Linked DNA regions of Sus scrofa: region 2 is linked to region 1. A link is a contact called in public Hi-C data. All regions are on one chromosome and are shown on one strand. The core of a region is the stretch at or near the end of the contact, and the rest is flanking DNA. Distances in the headings are between cores, read along the strand shown. Region 1 holds the start of C1H18orf25. Region 2 has its middle 42 kb from the start of RNF165.

Evidence for each region. Hi-C and Micro-C count contacts between places; a contact is called where the count stands out from the background.
Region 2: a Hi-C map of retroperitoneal adipose tissue shows a contact between it and region 1, with 1.6 times the contacts expected there. The contact joins the enhancer-like site here to the promoter of C1H18orf25 in region 1. A contact is called at or near these places in 5 of 47 Hi-C or Micro-C datasets (brain, heart right ventricle, retroperitoneal adipose tissue and 2 more).

What each region holds. Positions count from the first base shown.
Region 1 is chr1:95,805,712-95,811,403 of Sscrofa11.1, reverse strand. C1H18orf25 reads right to left here and starts at 2,680. Exons shown (of 5, transcript XM_003121416.6): 1 at 2,527-2,680.
Region 2 is chr1:95,906,308-95,911,999 of Sscrofa11.1, reverse strand. No RefSeq gene overlaps it. Among named protein-coding and RNA genes, the nearest start is that of RNF165, 42 kb to the left of the region's middle. Within about 2 kb of position 3,184, at least 2 of the 83 cell types and tissues checked have an H3K27ac peak or open chromatin away from gene starts, as enhancers often do. A contact at or near this core is called in retroperitoneal adipose tissue, where this site is marked.

The DNA.
Region 1 (5,692 bases), core at 1,431-3,930:
TATGCCACAGGTCCAGCCCTAAAAAGAAAAGAAAAAAAAAAAAAAGATACGCTTTGAAGTTTTACAATTACAGTGATATTGAAAAGTACTCTGAAGGAATCTGATTTAGCAATGTCTAAAAATACTTTTATTTTCTATTTTATGAAACTGCATGAAATTCCACTAAGGTTCTTCTTAAACTAGCATATAGGTCATCACAATATATTCTATCTTAGTTTTCAGAGTTCAAATTTATTTATTTTCGTCTTTTGTCTTTTTAGGGCTGCGCCCAAGGCATATGGAGGTTTCCAGGCTAGGGTCTAATCAGAGCTGTAGCTGCCGGCCTACGCCACAGCCACACCAGATCCGAGCCTCATCTTCGACCAACACCACAGCTCAGGGCAATGCCAGATCCTTAACCCACTGAGCCAGGTCAGGGATCAAACCCGAAACCTCATGGTTACTAGCTGGGTTCATTAACCACTAAGCTACCATGGGAACTCCCAGAGTTCAAATTTAATTCATAATGTCTTTATTTACTCAGCACCTACTGTGCATAAAGCACTCTACTAGGCATTGTATTGGCCAGATTATTTGGCCAAAATATTATACTTCCTACTAAAAAACCTCCGTGTTTGTGACTCTTCAGGACACCAGGTAATAACTATCAGTTGCAGGTCTCTAAAAATGCTTGTTAAACCAAAAGACAATGCTCTTATTGAAGAAATCCAGATTGCCAGGATCAGCAAAACCACATTAGAAAGTTAACAGCCTCCAGCCTTAAAATATCCCAGGAGAAGAAAGGGAGTAATTCAAACTGCTAACATGTGCCCAACACACTGCACAATAATAGGCTGAGCAAAACTGCCAGATGTATTTGTAATTAAGAGGTCCAACCTTGACAAAGCATCATCAGTGGGTTTTCATCCTAGAGGGGAAGGATTCAGAAAGCAGACGCTCAGGCGAGCAACAAAAAGCACATCCAGCACAAACTGCTCAAGCGGTTCACTCTGGGAGAACAAGTACAGGCGTTCATTCCTTCAACCTGCGAGCATCTATTCTGTGACAGCGGAGATGATTTAAAAGGGAGCATGAATGACGTGAGCCTCCGTTGAGGGCTGTTGCCCCAACAATACACCGAGATCAGCGATATAAGAAATCAACTACAAAGCACTACGGGGCTTTGAAAAGAGAGGATCCTTCCTGAGAGAGTCCGAGAAGTCTGTGATCTTTAAGTTGAGGCTGGTCAGCTTACGTCCTCGCCGGGTTTTCTAAATAAAGTTGACAAACTTGCCAGGAGAGGTCAATTTGGGAGACTGACACATCCCTCCCATTGACCGAAGGCGTCTGCCGACCGAAGGTAGAGGAAGCGCCGAGACGCAGGCGGCGCCAAGCCGGAGAAAACCATCCTCCCTCCTCCTAGGCCTCCGCAGTCACGGCGCAGGGGCAGCCACCGGGGCTCTCGGGAGTCGGCGGGTCTCGGCGCCAGACTCCAGCTCGCGGGGCTGGCAGAGTTGGCAGAGCAGCCGCCGCCGCCGTTTCCCCGGCGGCCCGGGGCGCCGGAAAGTTGCACGAAGACAACTCCAGGGCCGCGAAGCCTCTCCGGCCCGCGGCCCACCGGCTGCAGCACTTCCATCCTCCTCTCTGCTGCCAGGGAAAGGGACCCGCCTGGTCCGGGAAAGGGAGGGAGGCGCCGCCGGCCAACCCGCCGGGCCCGGAGGACGCGAAGGTCACTGACCGACGGGAGAGCAAGGGGTCCCGCTGTTCCGCCCCTCTCGTTGGCCCCCTCCCGGGCCGCGCCTCCCGCCACGTCCGAAACGCTAAGACCCCGGCGCCCGGACGCCGCAAAACCTCGCCCGCGGCCCGCACCCCTCCGACTCAAACTGAGCCCTCCCCGGGACGCAGCCGCTCCGGCCCTGCGCCCCTTCCCGCCTCACCTGCGCCCCGCGGCGGCTCCGCACCTCCTCGCCCGCTCCGCGCGCCCCGTCGGGGCACGCACCGACCCCCCGGGTCCCTCCGGGCCTCGGCGACTCGGAATGCGACGGCCACCGCCGCCTTCACCTTCTCGGCACAAGCCCCGGCGGCGAACAGAGGGCAGTGGCCAGAGCCCTGCCGGGGCCAAAGAGAATCTCGCCGCCTCCGCAGCCTCCACCACCAAGTCCCTTCACTCGTCCGCGCCGCCCGGAGAAAATGTCACCAGAGGCCGTTCCGTTCGGCGCCTCACTTCCGCCCGGAACCACAGAGCCCGCGCCGGTCGGCTAGAGCGGCCGTTGCGGCGGGGGGCCTCTAGGGACAGGAGCGGGAGGCCTAGAGAAAGCCAGAGAGCGCCATCTGGAGGGAGCCGACCCGTTCTCCTCCCTTTGCAGAGCGCCGGGCGCGCGGGCACTGGCTTCCCGGGTTTCTTTCCCGCGCTCCCTCCATCTGCTCAGGCAGCTCCCTTCGAGAAATGTCTTTCCCAGAGGGTCGGAAAGCCAGTCAATACAAGTCACGGACGATGCCTTAAGAAAAGGACTGCGCTCCCTTTCCCGTGCGCTGCTCAGGACTCACCTTTCCTGAAGCCTTGCCGAAGGAAGCTCGTGGCGTCTAAATCCTTGAGTCACTCCAGGAGGGAGTCCGCTCCCTTCTCTCCCACCTTTTCGCAGCTCGGCTAGGGGAGATTCGGCTGTGCTCCTCTCTCGTGCAGTGGCATCAACATCCCGTTCAAGTTTCTGGATGAACCTTGCACGCCTTGCAGATAGATCGCCACCTGCTGGTGAGACAAGGTTCGCCAGGGAGATCCCGCTCCGCCCTTACGTGCGATGCCGACGCCCCCAAATTCCACCTCTGCCAAGTCACTCCCGATTGCGCTTTGAGTTTTCGAAGCCCTTCGTCGAGATCTGGGGTCCAGGAAACCGAGCTGGACGTGGGACCCGGCAGAAAGGTGAAGTGGGAGCGAGCCCACCTGGAGGGTACAGGGCTTAAGGAGGAGAAAAAAGTGCTGAGAACAAACCTCACAACCCAAGATCTGGTCAAGGGCTTGCTCTCCCTAAAAGCGGGGTTTTGACAAATAAACGAATACACAAAGACTTCAGGAGAAAATATGAAAGATATTTACCTTTTCAAGAGCCATGCTGGGACTTGGGATGACTTTTCCCAAGAGGAGATTCTGAAAATCACAGTGCTGGCTTCACACTCCCCTTAACATCTGTCTCCCTTTGAGATCAGGCCCCTAAGCTCCCCCAGTTCACTCATTTATGCTGACTTCCTACAAACAATTTTCCATCCCTGACTAAATGAATTAACTGATAAAATAATTGTATAATAATACCTAATTTCTTTGGATACCTACTGTGTGCAAGGCACTGTGCTATGCATCTGATCAGATTCATTCCTTTAATCCTCCCAACTCTTTGGGTTTGGTGGTTTTCCTGGCCCCCAGGGACAAAAGTGGAACAGGCAGAGTGGTAAAGTGACCTGCCCAAGGTTACACATCAGTAAGTGGCAGGCACGGACAGCCCAACTCCTGAACCAGCATTCTTTTTTTTTTTTTTTTTTTTTTTTTTTGTCTTTTTGCCATTTCTTGGGCCGCACCCGCGGCATATGGAGGTTCCCAGGCTAGGGGTCTAATGGGAGCTGTAGCCACCAGTCTACCCCAGAGCCACAGCAACGCGGGGATCCGAGCCACATCTGCAACCTATACCACAGCTCACAGCAACGCCGGATTCTTAACCCACTGAGCAAGGCCAGGGATGAAACCTGCAACCTCATGGTTCCTAGTCAGATTCGTTAACCACTGAGCCACAACGGGAACTCCCTGAGCCAGCATTCTTAACTGCTACCACCAACTGCCTCCTTAAAATTCACTGAGAACATACCATGTGCCAGATAAACATTTTGTCTATGTTATTTCACTCATTCATCATTTATTCATTTATTTCCCTGCTACCTTAGTCCTCAAGAAATTTGAGAGGTTGTGGGGTACTGACAAGAGCTCAGGCTCTTTCAGAAGAAAAAAGAGCAGAGAACTAACTACTAAGCTCATGGCTGTCAGTCCCTTCCCCTTCCCACCGCACCTCTGCTTTTTTAGGGTCACACCTACAGCTAGTTCCCAGGAGGGGTTGAATCAGACCTGCAGCTGTCTGCCTGCACCACAACCACAGCAACGCAGGATCCAAGCCACACCTGCACCCTACACCACAGCTCATGGCAATGCCAGATCCTTAACCCATTGAGTGAGGCCAGGTATCGAACCCAAGTCCTCATGGATACTAGTCGGGTTCGTTAACCACTGAGCCCCGACGGTAAGTCCTGGGCCTCACTTGTAAAACATGAACAGGGAAGCGGGGTTCAAAGTTCTCACCAGACTTCTATGGAGTGTTCTGGTCAAGACAAGCAGAAAGCGGATGTCCTGGCCTGCTAACACATGCAGAGGAAGGAGAGCATTGACCCCATGCTGACCACAGCAGGGGGAAGCCCCAAAGGAGCACAGGGAGGGGAGGAGGCTAGAACTGCCCACTGAGAAACAGAAAGGAAAGCAGTAGGAAAGAAGGGAAGAGTCCACAGCCCTAGGGACCTTCCCTGTATGTGGCAGTGGGGATACATTCCACAGACAGATGATCTGGAAGAAAAGTTTCTGAGCAACATCGGCTTTGAAGAGAACATCTCCAGTCCTCCGAAAACTACAGTTCTTGAGAACAACATCATCGGGGGATCCATGTATAATTAAAAACACATATTTCATCTTTGTCCCCAGCCTCTGGCACAGAGCTGCTACAATGCTTGGAATTTCCTGGGTGATAGGAGTGCCTTTTGTTCTTCGTAAGAAACCTGAGTTTAGGCAAAGGAAGTGATTTTTTTAAATTGAGGTATAGTTGATTTACAAATGAGGTGATTCTTGATGGGCCCCTAGGTAGCTTCAGGATGCAGGCTGGTCCTCTGAACAAACCATCGCTGGAGGAAAGACCAGGGTTGGAACTTTTAGCCCCACTCCCACCTCCGGAAGGAGATTGAGTTCAATCACCAATGACTAATGATTTAATTAACAATGTCTACCTAAGGAAACCTGGATAATAACAATACGTGATGCAGCTGAGAGAGCTGACAGGTTGGTGAACACTCTGAGCTGCTCCAAGACCCCCATCCCCAGAGGCAGAAAAGCTCTGTGCCTGCTCCACCCCCATGTTCAAGGCTCTTCCTGAGGGAACAGTAGGGAAAGTGCCCTTCTGAGTTCTGTGAGTCATTCTAGCCAGTTACCAAACTTAGGAAGAAGTCACAGGAACCCTTGAATTTATAGTCCGTAGAACATAAGTATGAGTAGCCCAGGGACCCTTCTTGTGGCTAGCATCTGAAGTAGGACAGCCCCATGGGACAGAGCCTGTGGGGTCTGTACTAAATCTGGACAGTGAGTGTCAGAACTGAACTGGATGGTTGGACACTCAATTGTTGTTGGAGAATTGGTATCAAAAAAAAAAAAAAAAAAAAAACCAGGATCCTAAAACTTTGACTTTGGGGGGGAGGGGAGCCAAACCCGAGGCAGGCAGAAGTTTCTGGGCCAGGGATTGAACTCATGCCACAGCAGTGACCCAGGCCACTGCGGTGACAAGGCTGGATCCTTAACCTGCTGTGCCATATGGGAACTTTATTGACTTTAAATAAATATGTTATATTTGTTTTACATTAAGCAAGTCTAGTCCCAGGGCAAATCGCTCTTCAGACTCCTCACCTCTCCCCCCAC
Region 2 (5,692 bases), core at 1,935-4,434, 100 kb before region 1:
GGCTTCCCAGAGCCTTCAGATCCACAGCATGGTCAGAAAGCCGGCTGAGGCTTTGTTTCTCCATCTTTCCAGTGTCATCTCTTGTCACACTAAGCTCCCAAAATATAAGGTTGCAGTGAGGCTTTAAGCACTTACAAAAAATATCACTAGGAGTTCCTGTAGTGGCTCAGTGGTAAAGAACTCGACTAGAATCCATGAGGATTTGGGTTCAATCTCTGGCCTCACTCAGTGGGTTAAGGATCTGGCGTTGCCATGAGCCGCGGTGTATGTCGCAGATGAGGCTCAGATCTGGCATTGCTGTGTTGTGGTTGTAGGGTGGCAGCTGCAGCTCCAATTCGACCCCTAGCCTGGGAACTTCCACATGCTGTGGGTGTGGCTCTAAAAGGCAAAAAGAAAGAAAGAGAGAGAGAAAGAAAGAGAAAGAAATGTAACTTACTACTGTTGGGATGATTTGCCCAGTCACACTAGCCAATATGCGTGCAGTGTGATTCACACCCAGAAGCCTTGCCTCCAGAGCCAAGCTTCTTCCATACTAGATTACAGTCCCTTTGGAAACTTCTCTGAGCACCAGAAACCCCCTCAACTCTCCAACCCAATTCACACCCAAGTCCCCATTGCATTTAAGGCTTCTGCCTGTACGGCACCCCCTCCAGCTTTCTCAGATGTCACACCCACCGGGTTTGGGTAGGGGCCATGGTTCCCCTACTTTGCTACACATTGGAATCACCAGGGGTGTTTTTTTTTTCTTTTTAGGGCCACACCTGCAGCATATGGAAGTTCCCAGGCTATGTGTCAAATCGAAGCTGCAGCTGCAAGCCTACACCACAGCCACAGCAACACCAGATCCCAGCCGTGTCTGCAACCCATTCTACCACTTACAGCAATGCTGGATCCTTTAACCCACTGAGTGAGGCCTGGGATCAAACTCGAGTCCTCATGGATACTAGTAGGTTCTTAAGCTACGGAGCCACAGTGGGAACTCCCAGGGCATTTTTTTTTAAAACTACTGATGCCTGACTCCTACTTCCAGACACTGTGATTAGAATGGTATGGGGTCCCCTCAAAAGCACTCTAAGTTACAGCAAAGTCTGGTAACCCCTGGTACTTGTCCTCACATTGGAAGGTGCATCAGCATCCCCAAGAGGGTTTATTAAAACAGCCAGGCCCACTCCTGGTTTCTGATTCTGTACACCTGGGTTCAGGCCTGAGAATCTGCCTGTCTGACAAGTTCCTAGGCTTTGCTGCTGCTGCTGGCCTCAGGACAGCACTTTGAGAGGCACTGTGCTAAGGAGTCCTCCAGCAACCCACATGCTCCCAGACCACCCACCACATCTGCTGTCATTGTCTGTGTGCTTCTTGGCCACCTTGGTCAGGCCGGGAACTTTCTGCTCCATTATCTTAGTAACAGATGTTACTGTTGGATCAAGGAACCCACATGTAACAGGTATTACATGTAACACACATGTTACAGGTATTAACGTGTTAGATCAATGAACCCATGAGACCCCAGGCAGGCTTTCACTGGCATTCTGCAGCAAGCCTTGTTTATGAGTGAGAAGGGAGCTGTTATTATAACCCGTGCTGTCTTTTACTGAGCATAGAAGGGTGGAGTAGGTCATTCAGGCCACAGATGGAGAAAAGGGCAGAGCTGGGATTACGCGTGGCATCCTGGCTCCCAAGCCCTCACTTTCAACTCCTGGACTGAGAAGTCCTTTTCTAGGTGATCCCAAATCTCTCTCGCTGTCCCCACTCCTCCAGCTCAGATTCCCAGTGGTTTCAGAGTAAAGGTCTCCATCTATTGGTAGGTGTGAGCAGTATTTTTAAAATGACCTAATCTGGAACATAACTGAACAAATTAGATCAGCATGCAACCATGTAATAAAAGTAAGTATTGTTTAGCAAAATACATATGCATGTAAAGCTATACTGGGTGGTGAGGTAAAACGCATGTCTTACTGTGGATCCTGGTCCGAAAACTCTGCAAAACCCTTAGAAGAGAGAGCCTCCATCAAACCTCCAATCAGCCATTCGCAGCCTGAGAAGAGCTAGGACGGCCCCTGCTGGGCACCGCCAGTATTGCAGCAGGAGCCTCCACCGCAGGTGCTGGCTGGGTTATTAGGTGTAGGGAGGCGGCACCAGTTTCCTCATGGGAGAAGTTCAAAATCCAGAACCCAAAAACACTAAGCAAATACAAAATTTAATGGAATGTTCATTCATTTTAATTTCTAAAACAAGTACTGCTCTGGTCCTCAGCCCCACACTCAGTCTTCAATGCGGTCTGACCACTTGTCTAAACCTCTTGCCTCCGCAGGAAGAACTGAAGCTCTTGGGGGCACAGTGGGTTCTTATAACTCACCCGAGACACTGGTGAGGCAGCGCTCCACCCTTACTTGCCTTCCTTCTGCACTGAAAATGGAAGCTGTCACCAAACACTTTGTTTATAATTTTTGGAGTTCCTATCATTGCTCTGCGGAAATGAACCCGACTAGTATCCATGAGGATGCAGGTTCAATTCCTGGCCCCGCTCAGTGGGTTAAGGATCTGGCCTTGCTATGAGCTGTGGTGTAGGTCAGATCACAGTCTTGGCTTGGATCTGGTGGTGTTGTGGCTGTGGCGTAGCCAGCAGCTGCAGCTCCGATTTGACCCCTAGCCTGGGAACTTCCATATGCCATGGGTGAGACCCTAAAAAGCAATAATAATAATAATGACAACAATAATAATAATAATAATAATAATAATAATTCTGAGCACGTAGGCAAGACAGAAAGGTTCACTTTCTCTTGCTGCAAAAGCAGAGGGGAACGTGGCGTCCTGAACATATTAAGTCGCTACTACAAGCCAGGTATCCACAGATCCAATTTCATCAAATCTTTGTTCCTCCCTCATTATCCTCACTTTTCAGAGAACATTGAGGCTTGAGATTACAAAACTGCTGCTGATGAAACAGTTCCAGAAGCTGGGCCTGCTGACTTCCAGGCCAGCTCTCTGTAGACAGAGGGGAGAGTTGAAGTGGTTGGGATCCTTTACTCAGCTGGGCCTCCAGTTTGCCTCTAGCTTTGCTCTGCCTCCCAACATCTCCCCACACGGTTCCTGAGAGAATACTACAAGGTGGGACAATGCTCTTGAAGAGTGGAGCCTTGCTGGTTTAGAGTGAGTCGTTGCCATGAGTTTGGGCATAAATCATAGCCATGTCCAAACCCTAACTGCTGAATGTGTAGTCTTACAGAAACCACATTTTCACAAGGTTAAGTCATAACCACTTTGTGTTAGAGGATGGATCTAATAGGAAGCTTTCTTGGCACCAAGATGGTTTGGCCTAAGCCTGTTTGGGAGCTCGGGGGGAGAGAAGTAAATAGCAGAAGGATTTGGAGACGAAGGCCATTTATTTGCAGGAGACAGATGAGCAGGGAAGGAAGAGGAAGAGTGACGTTTTCACAAAATGCCACAAGTATGAGACCCCAGACCCGGCCACACGTTTCAATGTTGGGTGTGAGGTGGTTTTGTAGAACAAGAGAAGGATTTCACGTCCAAGTTGAAATCCATAGCAGAAGAGAGAGGGCACACTCAGGAACCAGGAGACTGAAGGGACCCCCAAACCCTTAAACCCAAGTCCATAAATATCCTGAAGGGAACTCGGGATTTCCATGGGCATTCTACCCAGGATGGTCTCGGCTGACAGGTGACAGCCTGGGCAGGAACTTGAGTTTCCACAATAGCCTCGTGCTCACCTCTGGAACATACCAGGCAAGAAAAACAGAACTACTTTCCAAGGAGACTTTTTTGGGAGAGCAGAGCAGTACAAATCACAATAGAATATAAACCCTCTACAATCAACTGACAAGTAGTATTACTCAATTACCCCCTCTTACCCCCACCACCTCTCCCCTGCAGATAGAAGTGCAAAGAATAAAGTCTCCAGGTCAACCCTCTACAGTCCACACGCCTTCTCCACCTCTATGCATTACTATGCCCACCCGCCACACACACACCCCACCTTTTTTTAGCTTCAGAGGAAGAAATTTTCCTTACCTGATCCAAGTTAATGCACCTCTGCTCTGGTTTTTAGTACCACCGATGTCCATGGCTCTCTCTTCCACCAGTCACCCCCCTTCCAAATCCCTACTGGTTCTTTTTTCTTTTCTTTTTTTTGTCTTATCTTTTTCAGGGCTGCACCCGCAGCACATGGAGGTTCCCAGGCTAGGGGCTGAATCAGAGCTGTAGCTGCCGGCCTACGCCACAGCCACAGCAACACCAGATCCAAGCCACATCTGCGACCTACACCGCAGTTCACGGCAACACCGGATCCTTAACCCATTGAGCCACTGAGCGAGGCCAGGGATCAAACCCACAACTTCATGGTTCTTAGTCGGATTCGTTTCCGCTGCACCACAACAGGAACTCCCCTACTGGTTCTTTTTAACCGGCATAGAGAATGCTTGTCTTTCCAGTATCTTATTTTTATTTTTATTTATTTTTTAATTGTAATCAATTGTTTTTTCCCCAATATATTTTTTTCTACTGTACAGCATGTTGACCCAGTTACACATACATGTACACATTCTATTTTCGCACATTTCATGCTCCATCATAAGTGACTAGACATAGTTCCCAGTGCTACACAGCAGGATCTCATTGCTGATCTCCTTCTTCTTAAGCTCTTCCTCCACTCCAGAGCTCCTTCTAGCTCATCCTAACACCCCTTCTTGTCATTCACTTCAAAGCTCCTGGAAAGAGTCTGTACTTGTCTTCACTAACCACCTCCCAGTCCTGCCTTCCCCGACTCCAAACTGACCTCCGCCCCACATTGCTGGTGAAACTGTATCAGCAAAGGTCCTTGTTGCTAAACTCAATGGACAATTATTGGCTCCTACGTCCCCTCCCCTTCTGAAGGGGGGATCTGCTGGCCCTTCTGGTTCCAGGGAACTCGCTTTCAGAGCACTGCTGTCTTCTGGTTTTCTTCCCTCTACTGCTCCTTTGCAATCTTCTTGGAACAGTTTCTCAACCTCAGCACTACTGACACAGTTGGATAATTCTTTGTTATGGGGATTTGACCTGTGCATTCTAGGATGTTTTCTATTTGTTCGTTTTTGTCTTTTTTTGGGGGGGGGTCTTTTTTAAGGCCACACCCTCAGCATATGGAAGTTGCCAGGCTAGGGGTCAAATCGAAGCTGCAGCCGATGGCCTATGCCAAAGCCACAGCAACGAGGGATCTGATGCATCTGGGACTTACACCACGCTGGATCCTTAACCCACTGAGCAAGGCCAGGGATCAAACCTGCGTCCTCATGGATGCTAGTCAGATTCATTTCTGCTGTGCCACGATGGGAACTCCTGTTTGTTCGGCTTTTGTTTTGTTTTTTACTTTTTTAGGGCTGTATCCACGTCATGTGGAAGTTCCCAGTCTAGGGGTTGAATCAGAGCTGCAGCTGCTGGCCTACACTACAGCTGCAGCAATGAGGGATCTGAGCCGCATCTGCGACCTACACCACAGCTCACGGAAATGCCGGATCCCCAACCCGCTGAGCGAGGCCAGGGATTGAACCACAACCTCATGGTTACTAGTTGGATTCATTTCTGCTGCTTCACAATGGAACTCCTGCATTGTAGGATGTTTAGCAGCATCCATGACCTCTACTCACTAGATGCCAATAGTAGCATCCATCTCCCACCCCACCCCCAACATTGTGACAAC